Linked DNA regions of Hordeum vulgare: region 2 is linked to region 1. The links are chromatin contacts, called in public Hi-C maps. All regions are on one chromosome and are shown on one strand. The core of a region is the stretch at or near the end of the contact, and the rest is flanking DNA. Distances in the headings are between cores, read along the strand shown. Region 1 has its middle 140 kb from the start of LOC123395619. Region 2 has its middle 91 kb from the start of LOC123398604.

The links. Hi-C and Micro-C count contacts between places; a contact is called where the count stands out from the background.
Region 2: a contact with region 1 is called in a Hi-C map of leaf, with 7 times the contacts expected there. The contact joins two enhancer-like sites. A contact is called at or near these places in 3 of 6 Hi-C or Micro-C datasets (leaf and seedling).

What each region holds. Positions count from the first base shown.
Region 1 is chr5H:447,539,843-447,547,548 of MorexV3_pseudomolecules_assembly, reverse strand. No RefSeq gene overlaps it. Among protein-coding and RNA genes, the nearest start is that of LOC123395619, 140 kb to the right of the region's middle. Within about 2 kb of position 2,813, at least 3 of the 3 cell types and tissues checked have open chromatin away from gene starts, as enhancers often do. A contact at or near this core is called in leaf, where this site is marked.
Region 2 is chr5H:447,870,650-447,878,355 of MorexV3_pseudomolecules_assembly, reverse strand. No RefSeq gene overlaps it. Among protein-coding and RNA genes, the nearest start is that of LOC123398604, 91 kb to the left of the region's middle. Within about 2 kb of position 4,110, at least 2 of the 3 cell types and tissues checked have open chromatin away from gene starts, as enhancers often do. A contact at or near this core is called in leaf, where this site is marked.

The DNA of each region.
Region 1 (7,706 bases), core at 1,564-4,063:
CCCAAGTGTTTCTATCAAGCCATTCATGGTATCCTCCATGTCCTGCTAGTGCCTGATCCCTGGATCGATAGATGGACCGGGGTGCCGTGTCTAGCCTTTCAGGGAGGTCCAATGTTCGTGTGGGTTAATCGACTCTCCTGTCATTAAAGCGAGCATTAGCAGGGAGCTCTTGGGATCATCCTAGCGGCCTATCCCGTCCCCTAGGAGGATGGTCCCGTTGATCGTGACGATCATAGTTCCTCGGCGGGTCATCTTCTGCTTCATCATCTAATTCTCAAAATAAGCGTCTCCAATTGTAGGATAAATGTTAACTTTTTAGTCTATCCTCGAGTTCTTGTTCCTCCAACAAGACTTCAACCCACGTGTCATTGAGTGTGTCTTGGTCAGCCTTCAGCCGGGCTTGCCCTAGTTTGACACTGCGGACGATTGCCATCACACACCTCTGGTAGGCCTCAAGGGCTTTGAAGTTCTCAGGGACGACAAAATCGTTGGATCCAAGGCTTACCTCCTCGCCCGATGGCATGTAGTTATCATCATCGGGGTCATCATAGGGTAAGCCCGGGCGTGATGTCTGTGCACCTCTCGGGTCCTCTACGGTTAGGCTTGTGTTATGATCTTGGGCGCTGTCGTTATCGGCCTCCACAACACTAGCATTGCCTATGCGAGACTTCCTTCGATGTAGCCGCATCATTTACCTCTGGAGGGGTGTTTGTCCTCTTCTTCTCTATTGTTGTGAGAGGTATCCACCATGTAGACACGTAGGTGGATGTTTCCGCCCACTTGTCGGTCTTTATCTTCCTTGGGTTCGGTCCATCCCCGGTATCTTCATCCCATTCCGCATCTTCTCACACGTAGTCGAGGACATCGGTTAAGTGTTTGACTGTAGCGACTAGATGGGTGGTGAGTGGGACTTAAATTTCTTGAACATCAGCTTTACATCCGATGTGGTCATAGGAGAGGTCTTGCCATCTGAGATCCCAGGCTCTGTATCCGATCTAACATCTCTTTTAAAAGCGAGAGATCACTTCGATCCATTGTTTGACTATAAGCGGGGCCAATCCAAAGTGGATTATATGGAGCCATAAGAGCTACATCGGAGGCAAACCGAGACGAGCTCGAGGCTAGGTCCGAAGGAGGGTCACACTTGAGGTTTCGCTCTATGATGGAGAGGGGTAGATCTGTGCTTGAGGGCGGACCTTCATTGGTGTTTGCTGGGAAGCCAGGGTTGGAGATTGGTTTCAGGCTTGAAACTTCGGTATCCGATGTCTGCTCCAATCGCCTTGGAGCCCAACCAGAGATGTCGAGATTGCCAAAGGCGTCGGTGGTGTATTCCAAGCTTTCGAACATGACCTCCTCATTGGGGACGAGGTTCTCAACACACACGAGATGGCATGTGGAGTCTTGGCGCTTCCATTGCTCCTTAGGATGTGGCTTAACGGGATCCTAGTCCGGTCCGTATGGTCAAATATCTCGGGTTAGTAGCCCCTAGTTCAGGACACTGTGAGGCATCACTTGTCGTTTGTGAACAAGTAAGTGGATCTAAGGCAGCTCCATCTGTGACTCTGCTCCCAACCTAGTGACACATGTTCCGAGTCGCCGTGGTCGATCCCAAACGGTTGCCATTCCCATGCACGACCGCTCCTTGATTAGAGACATCCAGGGCTCACTTGGCCCGACTGCCATGCTCGAATATGTTGATGTGTGGCCAAGGATGCAACCCCTTGCTCTTAGCTCGCACCCGGATGTCATCCACAATAAGTGGACAGAGAAGGGAGTCTACACTCCTTCCTCATTCTACCAAGCCATATTCACTGGATCCACATTATGCGAACATTGACGCTTGGTTTGGAAATTCGGAGCCCCCCTCTCCGTGAAATTCTTCACCTACCTGGCCTCCATCAGTCGCTATTGGACAGCGGATCACCTAGCCCGTCGAGGACTGCCTCACGAGCCTGCGTGCATATTCTGCTCTCAAGAGGCTAAGACCATGCACCACATTCTATTGGGTTGTGTCTTCTCCCGCAGTATCTAGCATGATATCCTCACTTGGTGCTGCCTCGGGATCGCCGCACCGGATGGCTCCCTTTGGTTCCGTGAGTGGCTTCACTCGATCCTACACATGACAACCCTGGCCAAGCTGCTCGGCTTCACCACCATTGTCATGCTTATGACATGGTCCCTCTAGCGTCACCGCAATGCCATCATCTACGACAAGATCGCACCGTCGCTCATTTTGGATTCATGGTCGCGCCATTTTGTGTATGCAACTGCAATACCACTCTCCACTTTATTATCCTCTATCAATGAAAAGATACGCTCTCATGCGTATTGACAAAAAAAACAATGTTGAAATATAAAATTTACATTTTTTTAATCTAAACTAGCATTACATGCGGCTATTTAAATGTATGTACTTATGTACATGACTATTTGAACGTCTCAACTCTATGTATACGACTACTTGAACGTACGAACTATCAAGTAAAATTAGAAAGACCGGATATATACGAGACAGATGCGGAAGAAAATGTAGAGGTTGCCTTGGAAACGCCCTAATAGGCCGTATGCAATCGAGATGAAGAAAAGCGAGAGGCCGTACAGACGAACTGTGCCCGCGGAGCACTCGTGTCCTCTGGACTCCTGGCGAGTGGAGGGGGGAGACAGAACAAAACGGACACACGACGAACCCCCTTTACGCACACACGCACGCGCGCTGCAACGAGAACGGAACTGCCCGGGCCGGCCGATAGGCCCCCACCACGTGAGCGCTGCCCGGCTCCCTCCCTGTTCAGTTCGGGATGGGTTCATGACACGACGCAGTGAAGGCGATAGAAGACAGTGGGGTGAGCTGTTGCTGCTGGCTGCTCCTTGTCCCGGCACCCAACCCACCAAAGCGCGAGCCGTTCGTGTCCCTTCTTGCCGTTGCTGCCTCTGCCGCCCGGGCGGGGGCACGCCGCACGCCGCACGCGACCACGGGAGCCGATCGGGAGAGGCGTTCAGGTGGCGGAATGGATTGTGAATGGGACGCTGCTGGGTCGGCGGTTGTTGGTCGCCTGGGGTCTGGGGGTGGGGTGGGGGGACGTGGGTTGGGCTGGGCATGTGTGCTGGGACCGCCGTGCGTGGCGCTGCAGCGCATGACAGCCACGACGCCGTCTCGTCTGGGGCGGGGCCCGGCCGCCCAGGGTCTGAACTCTGGACCCTGGGACTGACTACTGCGAGGGAGGGAGCGTGCTGGGAAATAGCTGTTCCGGAGTCAAAACGCAGGCGGCAGCCCAGCCCATCCGATCTGGATCCGGCGCTCCACAATGCGGTGCGGGTTCACTGGAGATAGTGTTTTTGTCTGGAGTTGTTGCCTTGATTGCGTGAGAGCAGGACTTGGCAGGACATAGCAGTCGTGGATTATTGCAGGCCTGCACTTGCACCCCTCGCGTAGGCACAGTACCAGTACTGCAGGTTACAATTATGCACGCTACTGCTGCAGGTTGCAATTATGCACGCCGGAATGTGGATGGATGAGCGAGATCGCCAGCCATGCCTCCCTACAGTTCATTTTTAATTTCTTCAGGGTACCCTGCCTACAGTCCGCTCCGTCCGGCACGTACACCATCCCCCGCGGCAAAATTCATTGTTTTGACACTTTGTTGTTAGTTTAGCACGACCAGCAGAAGAGCCCGTGCGTGGTAAAGGAAAAAAAAATAACACATGCTCTAAACGTAATATATTTTCACATGGCATCACATTTGTGTTGCCGACGATGGTTTTAGTGCTCACACAACAAAAACGCGTTTGAATGTACAGTTACTCGGAATAAGATGAAAAATATGTTGTTTCTCTCCACGAGATTTTTCAAAGATGAGCATGTGTGGTTAACGATGTTTTCTTTCCTCTTAATTAGGTTTTAATTTAATAAATGTTTATTGCAATTCGTATCGTCGTTGGAAAGAGAGAAAAAAGGACCGTACACTACAGATTAACTTTGCACAAAAAATAATATTTAAGAAGTATTCAACAGCTAAAAATAACACCCTATTTAGATTCTATATATTTTTTAATCAAATTTCATATATAACATGTTAAAATCGGAATTAGGGTTTAAAAGATATGGATAATTTTGTTTTAGATAAAATTTGGATTGATTAACTGAAAAGTTAGGTTTTTTTTGTTAAAATACGGAGTGCGGGTTGATTACGTGAAACATTAGAGGGTTTTCTGAACGATTCAAAAACGATTTGTTTTCTGATTTAGATCCGGACAGCGGGTTGATTTCAGGAAACGTCGGGGGCTTTTTTTGTAAAAGTGGCACGACGAAACGTTTTTCCAACTTAAGAAAGGACTGCGGGTTGATTAACTGAAAACGGAGGGACTTTTTCACCAAAATGCCACGACGGACGACGAGAAACCGTATTTGCTTTATTATTAGGGAGAGATTAGACTCCATGTGCAAAAGTTTTTATGATCTCACCATTTTTGTATCGTTGTTGTCTATGACGGTAGGGTAACACATCTTACCGTCAGGGTCTATGACAGTAGGACTTAGTGACGCCGTCACGTCTGTTTGGTGCGAGAAAACCTTACCTCCACATCATATGGCGGTAGGATGTATTACCCTACCGTCACCGTTTATCATGTTAGGGACCTGCATGTAATCATCATTTTATTATAATTGCATGCAGGTCCCTACGGTCGTAGACTATGACGGGAGGGACCTGCATGTAATCATCATTTTATTATCATTTTATTAGAACATGACGATGTAATTAAGTCCTACCGTTAAAGGCCTTGGCGGTGGGATGTGTTATCCTACCGTCAAAGACAATGACGATAGAAAAAGGGTGAGATCCGAAAAACTTTTACACATAGGGTCAAATCACGCAAACTAACGGCAAAGGGTCAAAACAATGAAATTGTCCTTCCCCCACCCCTCCCCTCAAGCTTCGACACTCGCTTGCCCCTCCAATTCTTTCACCAACATCGTACATACATCCATAGGTGGACCTGCGGGAAGCCATTCAGCACGCAAAAGAGATGTGTTTTTTAAGTTAACAAAAGAGCTGCTAAAATTTCATTCAGAAAAAAGGCAATAGTTGAAAACTGCTCGAGAGAAACTGGACAAAACAAGTACTCGAGCACAAGCTTGTAGGATGGCCTCATTGACAACTAACTAAACTAGATCTAAAGAGCAAAAGGATATACATAAACACAAAAAAAAAATGTGAGGAAACACTACAAAAAACACAGAAGCCCAACATCAACGATAGCGGTGTCATCGTGCATCGCCAATCACATTCCCGACATGCCAACTTCGACTTTGTCGCTGCAACACCAAAGTTTGCCTATCTGCCCAAATAATCACCTCCACCACAAGCTTGTACGATGGCCTTGTTGACATCGAAGAGAGAAGGCATATCCATAGAAAGACGGACATGTCAAAAGAGCTCCAACTTCCTAGTCTCGCGTGCCACCTGTCGGCCAAGACGGATGAACCACTTCAAACATCATGCACCCTCACCGATGCAAACTCTCGGCCACCACATCACCACAAACCGGGAGCTCCCACCAAAAGACCACGTCTTCAAGACAATGATTCAGCGTCGTCATCCCTAAGCCGTCAAGTCGAATCTTGGTTTTTACCCGACGACTAGAACTCGAGGATGTGATTGGTGTCGAATCTCCTCAGTGCTATGATACGTCTCAAACAAATATATTTTTTGAAGCAATTTTGCTTTTGTTTTGGACTCTAATTTGTATGATTTGAATGAAACTAACCCGGACTGACGTTGTTTTCAGCACAACAACCATGGTGTTGTTTTTGTGCAAAAATAAAAGTTCTTAGATTGGGCTAAAAATTTACGAAGAATATTTCAAGAATATTTAAAAAATAATTGACGAAGAGAACTACTATACGAGGCCCTCCACGGAGCCACGAGCTCAGGGGGCGCCCCCCTAGGGCGCGCCATGCAAGCTCATGGATCCCGCAAATCTCTCCTTGCCCTAACTCCTACACCATAAATATTGTCTGGGAGAGAGAGAAATCAGAGAGAAACTTTCATCACGTTTTGCAAGACGGAGCCGCTGCCACCTCCTGTTCTTCATCGGGAGGGCTGATCTGGAGTTTTTCGGGGTTGTAGAGAGGGGGTTGTTGTTGTCATCCTGAACCCATCTCTATCGACAATTCCATGATGCTCACCACCAGAAGTGAGTAATTCCTTTGAGGCTTGCTAGACGGTGATGGAGTTGGATGAGATTTGTCATGTAACCGAGTCAATTGTTATGACTCCATCCCTAGTATCCACTATGTTCCGAGATTAATGTTGTTATGACTTTGCTATGCTTAATGCTTGTCACTAGGGCGAGAGTGTCATGATTTAAGATCTGAACCTATTATGTTTCCATGAATATGAGAGTGCTTTAGATTCTATCTTATAAGTTATATGCAGCTATTATGTGTTCTAATCCGCAGACCCCAAAGTGACAATAGTTGGGATCCACTACTCGAATGAGAGAATTTGACATTTGCTGCTTCTTTGCCGTCTTCTGGCTAATGGCAAAGACCCTCTTTGCCATGAGCTACCGAAAACTAGACGGCAAAGAGCGGACTGATGGAAAAGATACTATTTGCCATCAGTCTGCTCTTTGTTGTCTGTCAGCAGATGGCAAAGAGCATTCAGGCAGACGGCAAAGAGCACGGGACGGCCCACCCCCGCACCCCTCTCTCCCCCTAACGGACTCTCTCTTTGTCGTCTGCCTTGTTCCTCTTTGTCGTCGGGGTGCAGACGGCAAAGAGGATGCGCCCTAACGGTCGTCTCCCCCACCCCCCCACCCCTCTCTCCCCTAACGGTCGTCGCCCCCACCCCCACCCCTCTCTCCCCTAACGGTCGTCGACCCCACCCCCACACCCCTCTCTCTCACCCCAGAAACCCCCATCGCCGCCGCGCCCTGTTGGGGAACGTCGCATGGGAAACAAAAATTTTCCTACGCGCACGAAGACCTATCATGGTGATGTCTATCTACGAGAGGGGATGAGTGATCTACGTACCCTTGTAGATCGTACAGCAGAAGAGTTAGTGAACGCGGTTGATGTAGTGGAGCGTCCTCACGTCCCTCGATCCGCCCCGCGAACAATCCCGCGATCAGTCCCACGATCTAGTACCGAACGGACGGCACCTCCGCGTTCAGCACACGTACAGCTCGACGATGATCTCGACCTTCTTGATCCAGCAAGAGAGACGGAGAGGTAGAAGAGTTCTCCGGCAGCGTGACGGCGCTCCGGAGGTTGGTGATGACCTTGTCTCAGCAGGGCTCCGCCCGAGCTCTGCAGAAACGCGATCTAGAGGAAAAACCGTGGAGGTATGTGGTCGGGCTGCCGTGGAAAAGTCGTCTCAAATCAGCCCTAAAACCTCCGTATATATAGGTGGGAGGGAGGGGAGGAGGCAGCCTCAAAACCTAAAGGTTTGGACGAAATTGGAGGTGCAGGAGTCCTACTCCAATCCTACTTGGAGTAGGATTCCACCTTCCCACTTGGAAACTCTTTCCACCTTGTGTTTTTTCCTTCTCAAACCTTATGGGCCTTAGTGGGAACTTATTCCAGCCCACTAGGGGCTGGTTTATCTCTTCCCATAGCCCATGAGACCCCTTGGGGCGTGACACCCCTCCCGATGGTCCCCGGCACCCCTCCCGGCACTCCCGGTACACTACCGATGAGCCCG
Region 2 (7,706 bases), core at 2,861-5,360, 330 kb before region 1:
CGAATGTTTTGATACTATTTGATGCGAAGACAATGCACTTTACTGCTGTTTTGGTGCTGCTGTGCTGCTATCTTATTATGTTTATTTTTCTGGACATGTACTTTCATTACAATGTCAAGGGCCTTTGGGAGGGCTTAGGGCTTTCGGGCTTTCTGCGTTGGGAGGGCCTGGGCCTGAGAAACGTAGAATTTTCGTGGGCCTAGGAGGGCCTCGGCCTTATCTCCATGCCTTGGGCTTGTTGGGGCCTGGGCCGAGGCCCGGCCCGGCCCGGCCCATGGCCAGGGCTCCAAATGTTGGCAAGGCTCGTCCCATGACTTCGGATGATGTCATGGAATACCAGAATAGAAGGTCAATTTTTTTAAAAAAATTTGAGGCACTTCGGCCGCTTGGCCCCCTGGTATTCTGCGAGAAGAAGTGGGCAATGGTCGGACAACGAAGATGGAAGCTCGTGGAGGATGTGGGAGCTGAACTGCAAGTCCCATTCAGAGTTGCACAAGATAGAGTCTAGCTTGCATAAGGTGGGGTTCTATCGCTCGTTACTCCAAGTGAAGCGTTGATTCTGTAGGTGGGTACCTTTTAGCTCACAAGAGTCGAGGATGACCCAAAAGAGATTGATGCGACTTTGGTTCACATTTCTTCTGTTTTGTCTCGCGCTATGTTAATCTAATTAAAGTCACCCATGACGACCCAGCTGACCCCAGGGGTAGGTTTTTAGGAGATCAGCTCGTTGAAGAAGTCGTCTTTCCGGGAAGAGGTAGTCGATCCATAGACGATAGATATGCGGAAGGAGACGTCAGAATTAAGCACAACAACCATAGCCGAGAGACAAAATTCCGTGATGAGGTTGTGATTGATGCGGACAACACTGTCACCCCATAGGATGAGAATCCCTCCTCTGGTTTCGATGGCCATCCGTTGGGCTTGGGCGAAGCTTTGAAGTCGGTAGCCGCCCAATGATTAAAATAGACAGTAACAGGTTGGCCGAGCGCGAATTGTATTCTCTCTCGTGGAAGGCCTGTTTGGCAAACTGCACGTGCAACGCATACCCGATTAGAACCAGGGACCTCGACCATAAGTTAGAAATGCTACAACCACTTGGGACAACCCACAATGTGTGATGACTCATTTGTTTTCCCCCTCTATTCGTTTTTCACATCGCGATCGGTTTTCTCGTTTTTTCTTTTTTGAAACGGTTTGGTTGCTTTTTTATTTTTCTTATCTTTTTCTCTGTTTCTTTTTTGTTTCCTTTTTCCTTTTCAAATGCGTGAACTTTTCTCAATTTTGCAATTTGTTTTTAAAATCGATGAACTATTTTTAAATTTTTAATCCTTTTTTAGAATGAGTGATTGTTTTTCAAATTTGATGAACTTTTTTTCAAAATCGATGAACCTTTTCTGAATTCAATGATCTTCTTTTGAATCTCATGTTTTTTTTCGCAAAAACGATGTATTTTTTGAATTTGATGATTTTTTTTAAATCAATGAACTTTTCTTAAAATTTGGGATGATTTTTTTAAATTGATGAACTTTTTCGAAATTAATGAACTTTTTTTAAATTGGGGAACTTTCTTAAATTTGTGATCTTTTCTTCAAAATTGATGAATATTTTTTAAATTTACCAACTTTCGTTGAATCCGGTGAACTTTTTTGATTTTTGTGATCCTTTTTGTTGTTATTTTTTGCAACGAAAGTCAACTCGTGAACCGGCTAGGGAACCTGGTCAACTTCGTCAGAAAACCACGAATGGCGCCCAAGCAAGCGAACGAAAACACCAGTTAGCGAGCGAGCACAGATGCGTTTAATGGGCCCGACTCGTTAAGCACACGCGTAAGTGTAAGCCTCGCTAGTTGGCGCCGAAGGCGCTGAGTAGGAGTTCCCACAAACCGCACGCTTGCCCAAAAACGACAAACAACAAGCAACCAGAGCAACTAATTAGAGAGCACTCTTTCGAGAGCCCTCCAACGATCATTCCCACACATTGTTATTTAGCGCGTTCTCGGTCGACGCCACGTGTCGTGCCCTGAGCATTTCTTTTAGATTTTGTTTTTAATTTTTTTCGCACGTGTTTTCGGCTTTCTAGATTGATTTTTTTGGGGTTTTTTTGTGTTTCGGTTTTCCACCGATCTTTCTTAGTTTTTCTGACAAAAATCCAAATAAAATTGTGCAAAAAAAACGTGTTTTCTGTTTTTTTGTGAGAGGCACGACCGTGCCTCACGGAAAAAGAAAAACGTGTTTCATGTTTTTTTCGAGAGGCACAGTTTTGCTTCCGCAAGAGACATGGTCGTGCCTCTCGGAAACGAAAAAAACACGTTTTTTTTTTCGAGAGGCGCGGTTTTGCTTTTTCGAGAGGCGTGGTTTTGCTTTCGCGAGAGGCTCGACCGTGTCTCCTGAAAATGGAAAAAACAATGCGTTTTTTCGCGAGAGGCATGGGTTTGCTTTCATGAGAGGCACGGTTTTGCCTTTGCGAGAGGCACAGTTTTTGCTTTTACGAGAGGTACGACCGCGCCTCTCGGAAACAAAAAAAATGCATTTTTGTTTTTTTTCCACAATAGGCACGGTTTTGCCATCATGAGAGGCAGAGCCGTGCTTCTAGGAAATAAAAAAAACGCGTTTTTATTTTATTTTTCTATCGTAAGAGGCATGGTTTTCATCCGATTTTTTTGTGAAAAAAGTTCGTCAAAACCTATCAACATCTGATCTGGTTTTGACAATCTCAGGACGAAAAAACCCAACAATAAAAACGGTCCGATATTTAAACGCACGATTTATGAGATAAAACGTTTTAAAAATACGGACCTATATAAAAAAAAGAAAATTCTTAGGTTGCGACAAATGACACATAACAATGAGCCATTTGTCATAACCTAAAAAGACAGGAATGATCTTTGAAAAGAATACTCCTTAGTTAGTTATTTCGACAAACAGCAGGCTTTACCTAAAAACCCCGCAAAGATCAGGCTTTAACCAGCGACTAGTTCGTCTTCCCGACTCTATTTTTCAAGCCCTATAAAAACTCATTTTCAGTGTTGCTCAAAAACAAAATTCTTTTTTTCAATTACCCTAGAAAACATTTCTTTCCAGTCCTGTCGCAGTCGACTAAATCCTTCTATAGCGAGGGTCAGTCGACTAAATCATTAATCTGTGATTCCCCTGCTAACGGTGGCACTAATCAACGGCTTGCCGACAACGCCAAGCAACGGGAATGGATCATCGATAACAACGTGTCACGAAAGGGATCGGCATACTGGTTATACTCATATTTATACGGATAAGCAAAACTTATCAACTGATCGCACATTCAATGAATTAGGGATTCAGGACTGTTCTGTCTCAGTCCATGGCCACAGAAACCCATTCAGCAAGTGGAGGATACGCAAACGGAAGCTACAAACCGATCCTAACCAAGCATGTTCTGCCAGATTTCTAACAGAAACAAAGATAGAATTACTTTTAAGAGAGAATCATTGGACTACTATATCTATATGGGGCAGTGGCCTATCCTAAGCTAGCCCGCGAGACTACTGTTTCTGATGAGTCCAGTACCAGAATGTGTTAGCAAATGCTAATTATCATCACCCATGGAATAAAGATGGAAAATGATGGAAAAGGCTAGCTTTGACACTTTCGGCTAACTTTGTTGTGGTTTTCAGAGATAAGATCCCCATCCCCTTGCCATCCATTCTACTCCTCTCAATTATGGGGATACAACAAACCTCCTTGTGGGCCTACTGCATCAACTGTTACTGTCATGGTGAATACAAAAATCTAGCCTAGAGTTAACAGCTCACATGTCATGTCACATGCATCATGAGCCAATTAAAGCATCTGACAGTTGGATATTTGGGTTTGAGCCCACATGGAGCTGATTCAATTCAGTCTGAGGCAAACTACCATATGCATGGTAATCCAGTGGACATGGTCCATCAACACCTGAGGCTCACACAAACACAAGTTGCAGTGCTAGTAGTAGTAGCAGCATCAATTATGCTCACCATCTCCATTTTATCCACAGGGGAATCTTTGTGGAGGACATCGAAGCCCCAATAGAACAAAGATATGATATGAGTACCACCCATGCATGCTGTCAATCACGCAGCCAGAGGCACCAATGATGATGGTTTTGCTCCACTCCTACCCTGGGCGCCTGCACAGTGGCAGGGAGGGAGGGACGGGGAGTGATTACATCTTGCAGGGTTGTTTCTGCACAGAATCATCCTGCCCGGTTATGTGGAATTTGTGCTGGCATGTATGTTGGGAGGGTGTTTATGCACAGAATTAGCTGCCTGCCTGGAGCATGAGCAGCTAGCCTAGCATCCCCCACTCCCAACTTTCACCAGACGGCTCGCCCCCTTTCACTCCATTTCCACTATTATTGCCAATGGCAGATGCACTCAATAAATGGAATCATGCTGATTTTGGTGCCATTGCCAGCCAGATACCTGAATTTCTTTCCCACCTCGATCGCATCAAATGGAAGGGGCTGATGCCGCATGTGGTTGCGGCAGGGTGCATTAACCAGCTTGTGATCAGTGGGCGTGTCATGTACGTATACCGGTTTTAGGAGTTACGTACTAGGGCTGTCACATGCAAAGCCCTATCATGTGAGGTACCTGCTTTCTGCTCCCTTTGCCCTCAAATGATTTTATTTTTATGGTTGCCAATCTGTGGTATAAACTTTTCTCGTATTCGACGTTTCATATCATCTATTCTTAAATAGCTAGAACAAATACTTAAATTTCCTCTTCATGCAACAATGCCAAATCACAAAATCATGCATGTAGTCATAAGTTCCTTTTCCATTAATCTCTTCATACAAAACATATCCTCATGCATGAAATTTTTCTAGGTAATTAAGTAAGACATTTTTATAATTTTTTTGTATTAACATTAGTTTTCTAACATTTATTTTTATACTTTTTAACAAATTTTTCATAGCAACGCGCGGGCATCGTCTAGTTCTACTTGAATAGTTGATCATCACCGTTTTAATTTTCTCAACATGCAAATATGCCACCTCATCACCTCACTAATTATTTCTCTTAACATGAATGAAAATGCTATTTATTTTCTCTCTCAATATGCACATATCCAACTTACTCTCACTACACATGCACCTCATCAATCACACTAGTTATATTTCTCACAATTTCTCTCTTCTCTAAAAAAAATTGTATTTCTCTCAAGATGCATGAAAAATGCTACTTATATTATGTATATATTTACAACAACATAATAGTCAAATACAATATATTATGTCTATTTTATTTATTTAAATTTCATAAAAAAAGATTGCAACCAATGCATCCCCCCCAACGTGTGGGGTATCATCTAGTTATTACATATGCGATGGTGCATCGGATTATTGATAATCTCGGTGCTCTCATTTATAAGTTTCACATGCATTTTAATATAAAAAATGACCCTTAATTTGATCAACAAAATATGACCGGCAACAAAAAATATCAACAATATATGAGTTATATGCCACAGAAATTATACCATTGAAAAGTTCTTTTGGGTATGACTCTATTCATATATGGTTGTGTGCATCCTTGGATGCAGAGGCCGGGGTTTTCAACCATCTTTTTGAAAAAAAATGGCTCTAGTGATATTTTTTGTTGGACATTTAAGTAATATTTGGTTGACCAAATTAATGGCCAAAGTTGTAATAAAAACGTGTGATGCACTTATATATAAGCCCGAACAGAGGAAATATCACTTTTTTTAACAAACATCAATGTTGAAATTGCATGGGCAGTGTATGTTAGAGATAAATCATGAAAATTGGCTGGTCTAGAATGCCGCAGGCCTCTAAGAAAAACATAAAAGCCTGAATTTTGTGCAGCTAGTTGTCTTTACACCTCATTATTAAAAGGTATTCTTCGAGTTTCCAAAAAATATGAAATAATTTGTGGATATAGTTCGTTCTATATCATGTATTCTCACAGAAAAAGGAAATCATGAAGATATACTCTTGAGACATAAAAAATGATAGTTTTATGATTTATATAACTTGGTCCCAATTCATGCTCTCTTTTTTTCAGGTCATAAATGGTTCCACTTCTTTGATGCATGTTAGCATGTGCACATGATATAGCCTGAACTAAATGCATGGTTTATTGCTGTAAAAAAGCATGGTTTATTAAAAAAATGAAAAGGAAAATTAAATAAGGAAAGGGAATACAAATCGAGTTAGTGGCAACTAGTTGCCAAAATTACTTTCTGCAAAGGAGCTTGCATACTGATGAAGACATTGTTAACTGTATGCGTATGTCAAGATTCCAATTGTTAAAATGGGACCATCCAACGTATGGATTAGGACAATTACCACAACGAGAGCGGCAGGCATTTCAGCTTATGCTTTGATGCAAAGAAAGAAAAGTTAGGCTTATCTCCATTGGCTGAGGTCCAAGAGTTTGGATGTTAACATCGTTTTCCAGTAACCAGAAACCAGTGGATTATTGAGTGGTCACCAATTTTGACCAGTTATGGCCTTAGAGCAAGGAACATGTGTTCCTAAATAATGGTAGTAGTAGTACTACTTTGCAATAAGCCTTTCTGCAGTTTATTGGTCAGTTTTCCTAATCAGGAGCATTGATGTTAACCATCACTAGAGTCTAGAGATGGCAGGGCCAGTAAAATTGCTCATCTTGAAGGAAGTGCATGTCTAACTAGGACCTTACGTGAGCCCTTGGGTTAGATGATAACGTAGACAAAATGGGCTAAGCGTTAGGTCAAAATCAAGATCACACGTCTATTCCCGGAGCCTACAATGGTTAAGTCCTACAAAAGCTTATATTCGAGCAATTTTATCTTTGTTGACACCTAAATACTTCCTTTCTTCCAAAAAAAGTGTCTCAACTTTATACTAACACTAGTACTTATATAAAAGTTGAGACACTTAAGAGCATCTCTAGCAGACCCCGTATAATGCCCCGATCCACAAAATAACTGTTAAAATACGGGTCAATGCGAAAAAAGTTGCGTGATTAGACCACGCAAACGTGTTCGACCCGTAAATATTTTTGAGGAGCGCGGCAAAATTCCCATCCCAACCTGCGAAAACGCAGGTTCTCCCCCTCATCCCATCGGTGCCCTCTATATAGCGAGAGCGGTTCGCGGGTGGGACATTTGAGCCCGCGCTTTTCCCCCACCCACCGTTGTCGGGCTGCCGCCTACGATTCCGGCCATACCAGCCGCCGGGATCACGCCGGCAGGCCACCACACGCCCGGGATTGACCACTACCCTTTCCTGCTGCCTCGGCCGGCTAGAAAGTTGCAGATCGACGACTGTTTGTCATGCCTGTCGGATCTGGCATTTTCGGTCACCACTGGCTGCACAAGCCATGGATTGGTCAGGGAGCTCCCCGCATAGCCCCGACAAAGCGCCAGCACTGCATGTAGGTACTCGTTCGTCCTCAAATCGCCGTCGTTGGTTTGCCGACAAGGACTCGGCCGGCCGTCGCCCGGGCTCGGTGCTCGCGCAACGGCTCGCCGGCTTGCCGATGCCGCTCATGCGACGACTGCACAGAGACAGTGTTGCGACTAACATCTAGCACGCGGCAACACCTGGATGGGTATTCTTCAAATGCAATAACGACGGGGTATGTTCTTGTTTCCGTTCGGCTTTGTCAACTTAATTGGTTCAATTTCGGTAGTTTATTTAGATGTTCATGTGTGTAGGAAGGTGGATGCTCATTTAGGTAT